2 separate regions of the Sus scrofa genome follow, and region 1 is linked to region 2. Evidence: chromatin contacts called from public Hi-C data. All regions are on one chromosome and are shown on one strand. Each heading gives the region's core, a stretch centred on a gene start, on an enhancer-like site or on the middle of the called end of the contact. The rest is flanking DNA. Distances are from core to core; before and after follow the strand shown.

What was found. A called contact is a pair of places that touch in the nucleus more often than the background predicts.
Region 1: a contact with region 2 is called in a Hi-C map of embryonic fibroblasts, with 1.8 times the contacts expected there. The contact joins the promoter of PANK3 here to the promoter of SPDL1 in region 2. A contact is called at or near these places in 1 of 5 promoter capture datasets (fetal skeletal muscle) and 2 of 47 Hi-C or Micro-C datasets (embryonic fibroblasts and heart right ventricle).

The regions. Positions count from the first base shown.
Region 1 is chr16:55,312,043-55,314,967 of Sscrofa11.1, forward strand. It overlaps PANK3 (pantothenate kinase 3), which reads left to right and starts at 1,291. Exons shown (of 7, transcript XM_003134072.4): 1 at 1,291-1,628. The coding sequence starts at 1,601.
Region 2 is chr16:54,302,188-54,304,922 of Sscrofa11.1, forward strand. SPDL1 (protein Spindly) reads right to left here and starts at 1,278. Exons shown (of 12, transcript XM_003134063.5): 1 at 1,125-1,278. It overlaps LOC110257251 (a long non-coding RNA gene), which reads left to right and starts at 1,326. Exons shown (of 3, transcript XR_002339615.1): 1 at 1,326-1,815; 2 at 2,599-2,645.

The DNA.
Region 1 (2,925 bases), core at 41-2,540, 1.0 Mb after region 2:
CAAAACGATATGGGAATTCAACTTTGAGTTACATTTCAAAGGGTGGTTGTGAGTACTACATTTAAGTTAAAAATTTAAAAGTAAAGAAAGCACTCTGTAAAGTGCTAACTCTTAGTACAAAATCCCTAAATGATGGTTTGTGTCCCTTCCAGTCCTTACTCAAAACCCTTGTCATATCCTCCACAAAGAAGGGGCCATAAAGCTCAATCCTCCATTGCCGACTCTCAAACCACCTATTTCGAAGTCACTAAATTCCTGGTCAGCTAACTGGAGGAGGGGAAGCCAGAAGACTTCCGTTCCATTCCAGCTGTAAGACTCAGAATCTAGGAGACGGCGGGACAAGAGTAAGAACTAGAGCGCTTAATTTTCTTCTCTAGGAATCAATTTCCTCATTGGAAGGGGAAGCTGGGCTACAAAGCCCCTTGAAGGGAACCGTGGACCCGTGGCAAAGAACACGTGCCCCACGTGTGACTTAACTTCTCAGATCTTGTCCCATCTTCGAAATTAGCAATAGATAGTGCTCGCTTTGGCAGCACAAAACTGGAATGATATACATTAGCATGGACCCTGCGCAAGGATGACACGCAAATACGTGAAGAGTTCCATACCCCTCCCAAAAAAAACCAAAAAAAAAAAAAAAAAACAGCGATGGACAATAAATGCACGCACTTTACAAAGTTATTGAATTAACTTAAATAATTCCCCAAAAGTGTTTATCATCATTACCGTATACTATTATGATAATCATTATTCCAACACCAGCTTTGGAGGTGTCTCAATTAAGCCAGGGGATTCCTTCGAGGATGACTTTAATTTGCAAACGCACTCACTGGTTTGTCTAAAGAGCGGCTCTAGAGCCCCGTATTTAGAGCCCTCCTTGGCACAATAACCACGTTTTTTTGCCTCTAGAGGAAGTCTGCCACTTGCAAAACAGCCATTACAACACAAGCAAGACGTCCCCTTCTCCTTCTTTCTCGCCGACTGGGCGAGGCTTGAGCTCTAGACTTCCGCAGCCCGCCCACATCAGCCACTATTGGTCTCCTAGCCGCTGGCGTGATTAAGGCCCCGCCCCCTCCTCTCTGGGGCCACTCTGAGGCGATCCCCGGAAGCGGAGGGGACTGGGAGGAGGAGCCGCGATGCATCCTGGGTTTTGTAGTCCATCTGTACCGCTGCAGCCTGAGAGCGGGGTCTTGCGACCTGGGGAACTACAATCCCCAGCAGCCGGCGGAGAGCGGAGAGGGGGGTGGGGTGCTCTCGTCACGTGGACGCTGGGCCTGGGCGGGCTAGTTCTCAGTGCGGCGGCGGCGGTGGCTTGGGGGACCGGGGCCTTTTGTTTGAGCGGCGGCGGGGGGCCCGGAGCGGCGAGGCCGGCGGCCTTCCCCTGCTCCCTCGGTCCCGGCCGCCCCTCGCGGGGGTGGGGGGGCCGCCCCCTGGGCCGGGCCTCGCCTCAGGCGCCGCCGCCCCGCCCTTGGCCCGCCCCGCCCGGCCCGAGGGGAGGAACCGGCCGGGCCTCCCCGCGCGGCCCAGCCACCTCCAGTCTCCGCCACTACCCTCTGCGAGTCGGACCCGAAGGCTGCCTCTCCTCTCTTAGGCCGACGCCATGAAGATTAAGGATGCCAAGAAACCCTGTAAGATGAGGGCTTGGGCCTGTCGGGTTGGGAGGGCACGTTGGGCCCCGTCTGGAAGCCTCTTGGCGGAGGGGCCTGGTTCGAAGTCGGTCGCTCCCGGTCGGCGCCCTGCACGGGATGGGGGCGGAGGGACTTTTTGAGCACTCGGTTGGAGGCTCACTCCCCATCCTCGCACCGGAGCGCTTGCCGCCCCCAGGCCTTTCCTCCCACTTCCTCCTCGAGATCTGGGAGGGAAAGGGAGAATTTTTTGTGTCGGGTTTTGCCAAGCAAGACGAGATCTACCAGACAGCGTTCCCAGTTTTCTCCGAAGTTGAAAATGGTTGGTCACGGATGTCAAATTGCGCGGGGACATTTGCCACCACCTTTTTTTTTTTTTTTAAACTGATTTCCGAGCTTTCTGCTTGTGTCCTTGAAATCTCGGTGGGTTCCTAGGAGTTGTCATTGTTGTTATAACTGAGGCTTTTAAACACACGTGTGTGGAACATACAGTGGATAATTGCCCTGGTTTGTTTTTGTTCCGAGTAACTACTAGTTCAAGTTTGTCTTTTAAAAAACACAAGTAAAGGTTAAAGTCCCTCGTATTCCCGCCAGTCAGAGCTTGCCACTAGTAATATTTTGGTAGACTACTCAAATAGAGATTTTTTTCTAGGACTTGATAGCATGTACTTTCAAAAAAAAGTTCTTTCCATATTTTAGGACAGTGGATCAACTTTTATTTGCTTCCTTTTGTTTTTAGCCTTTTCAAAACCTTTTGCTCCGGTAAGTGGAGTATTTAATCACTCGGCCTTTGTGGCTGTCTTACTTGAAATACATTCTTCTAGAGGAGCTAGGAGTGCTTTTAGCTTAGCACTGTATTGGTGTTTTGCCATATTACGGTGTCGTGTGATCCTCCTTACAGTTTTAGGAAATTTGCTATAAACCAGCACCGATATCAGCTTCGTGCGGACAGGTTTCTCGAAAACCTCCACGGAGAGGCCACATCCCAGCACTCTGAAAACTGCTCTTATTTAAACGTGAGGTAATCTGGTCTTAACTCTGCTGAGGAAATTGAATTTATTGCGCCCCATAGTACCTTCTTCCAAGGCTGCACCCACCAATTCTGTTAAATGAGGTTCAGGGCTTACTCATGGTCCTGTGTTCTTCCTTTTGCACCTGTAGGGCATACTTTAAATACTTAAAGAATCACAAACCTTGCTGATCTGGCAGTTTTACCTGCCCATTAAAACCTTTTTTTTTTAAATGATAGCTAAAGAGTTCTTGCTCAGGAGTCTGTAAAATAGTGATGTGAAGGCTTAAA
Region 2 (2,735 bases), core at 28-2,527:
ACAGACTTCCCTGAGGAAGTGACTTTTCAACAGTTATAATGGATGAGTAAGAGTTAACCTATCAGCCTGCAGAGAAAGGTAGCCAGGGTTGAATAAGAACTACAGCTAATGTGTGTCAGACATTGTGCTTGGTGCTCTGCATACATCATCTTATGCAATTCCCTCAACAACCCTATGAAATGAAAGGTTCCCCCCACCCTGTTATATATATGCAAACTAAGGCACATAAAGGTTAAGAAACTTGCATAGGGTTATCAGGTGGTAAGTGGCTAAGTGAGAGGGGAACCAGAATTTAGTTCCAAAGCCTGGTGCTTGGAACTGCTTTTCTGTTCTGCCTCTCAGAAACATAGCATGTACAAAGCACTTAAGAGACAGGGAGCTTAGGGATTCCAGCTGCCTGAGTTCTTACTCCACCTGCACTACCCACTGGCTGCATCAACTTTAATAACTTATGTATGTTTTCTTCCATTACCCATAAAGCAATGACAATGACACCTATCTAGATATAGGGTTTTGGAGAAGATTAAACCAGCTAAAGGGTGAACAAGCAAGTAGGGCAGAATGGACAGCTCTATGAAGCAACGCTGTCGAAAAAGTATATTGCGAACAAAATAGGTGATTTTTAATTTTCAAGGGGCCACATTAAAAAAATAGCAAATTAACTGGTGAAATTCACTTTAATGTTATTTAATCCAATATATCTAAAATGCCATGTCAACATGTAGTTATTATAAAGACTATTAATGAGATTACTTTTTGGTGTAGTCTTCAAAATCCAGTATGTATTTTACATTTATAGCATTTCTGGATTCAGACTGCCACATGTGGCTAGTGGCTATCACACTGGACAGCGCAGACCTAGTGTTCGTTATTTTCCGGAGGCAGCGGGCTGGGCTTTCTGTATTTCTGCGCAATCTCCCGGGCGGGGGGTCGAGGCGGCCCACCGGAAGACTGAGACCGGCTGGAAATCTGATTTCTAGGAACTGAGTTCCGCTGAAAGAGCTGGTCCAGCTAAAAGGCTGGGCGGAGACCCAGGCCCCAGGTTTCCTAAGGCCCTGCTCTCCCCTCCTTACGCCGCTCCCCAGTTTCCCTCTTCACCCTCCCTCCAAGCCGCTTGCCCATACCTTTCTCCTCACCCCTTTCCTCTGCTGCTGCAACTCGCGGCACTCAGGTTCGGAAGTTTACTCCACCGCGAAGCAGACACACCAGCCCATTCACTGCAGGAGCTCTCGGTAAGCGCCAGGGCTTTTTGAATGCGGTTCCCGCGAGAACTCACACGTCTCGCGAGACTTTCCGCCCTAGTGCTGCGTGAAGGAAGAATCGGGAGGAAACGCCAAGAATGTGCCACGCCCCACCTACAGCGACTGCGCAGGCTCCAGCGAAGCGCTGTGGGCTTGGTGCGGGCGCAGACGTCCTACCCCGTCTGGTCAGCGCTAGTCAGGGTTGGTTTTCGGGTGGTTTTTTTTGTGTTTGTTATGTCTTGTCTTGCTTTGTTTGCCTCCTAAGGACAGTACCTTTTGGAGGGACAGTGTCAGTAGAAGGAGAGACGGTGGGAGAGTTCCATGGTGTGCTGGCCTGACAGCGCATCGGCCTCTGTGCCTTCTGAAAGCTCTGCGCTGTGGTACCTGTCTTCTGGTTCTACGAATTTCAATCAGTGTGACAGTGCCTAAAAGCATCACAGACAACCACAGTTTACATGTATAAGACAGTATGACAGTTATAATAGCCTTAAACACTTGAACCGTCACCATACACAAGTACAGTGCTAAATTTTTCACGGATTGTCTCACTTAAGCCAGCCAACAGCCTTATAAGGTAGGTATTATTATCTTTTCCTACAAAGGAACACAAAGCCCCATGAAGAAAAATGCCTTGGCCAAGTGGTAGAACTAGAATTTGAACTAGTGAAGTCTGATGCTGGAGTCCAAGCCTGTATGTTTGTTTAGATAATAATTTTATATTTTGTAAACGTGATGCCTATTCATTATTCAAAAATTTGAGGGAGTTCCTGTTGTGGTGTAGTGGAAATGAATCCAACTAGTATCCATGAGGATGCTGTTTGATTCCCGGACTCCCTCAGTGCGTTAAGGATCCGGCATTGCCCTGAGCTATGGTGTAGGTTGCAGGCTTGGCTTGGATCCCTCGCTGCTGTGACTGTGGTGTAGGCCGGCAGCTATAGCCCTAATTCGACCCCTAGCCTGGAAACTTCCATATGCCATGGTGTGAGGCCCTAAAAAAAAAAAAAAAAAATTTTGAGGCATCGGAAATAATAATAACCAACATTTAGTGAGCACTTCTGAGACCTAGCAACTATTCTATGGATCAGGTTGTGCTTTTGAGCCTATCTTTTCTTATCTACTTGAGGACTTAGACATAGGTCCTCATTTTCATTATCATTTTTTTGCTTCCCTTTGGATCTTCCCCATCAACAAATAACATGCTATAATGATCTCCATCTCAAAAAATAATCCTAACCTTCTTTGACCCCCATCACCTACCACCTCATTTGGTTCCCTTGATAACAAAAATCCTGAGAAAAAAAATTTAGAGTCATTATCTTCATTTTCTTACTCTTTATTCTAACTTTTCCCACCTCAGGTTTTGGTCCCACCGCTCCAGTGAAATGGCTGTTCTCAACGTCACCAGTGAGTTCTGTCTTGCAAAATTCATTATTCAGTCCTCATTTCTCTCAACAATGGACAGAATTGATAGCTCTCCTTGGGTCTTCTTAGGTC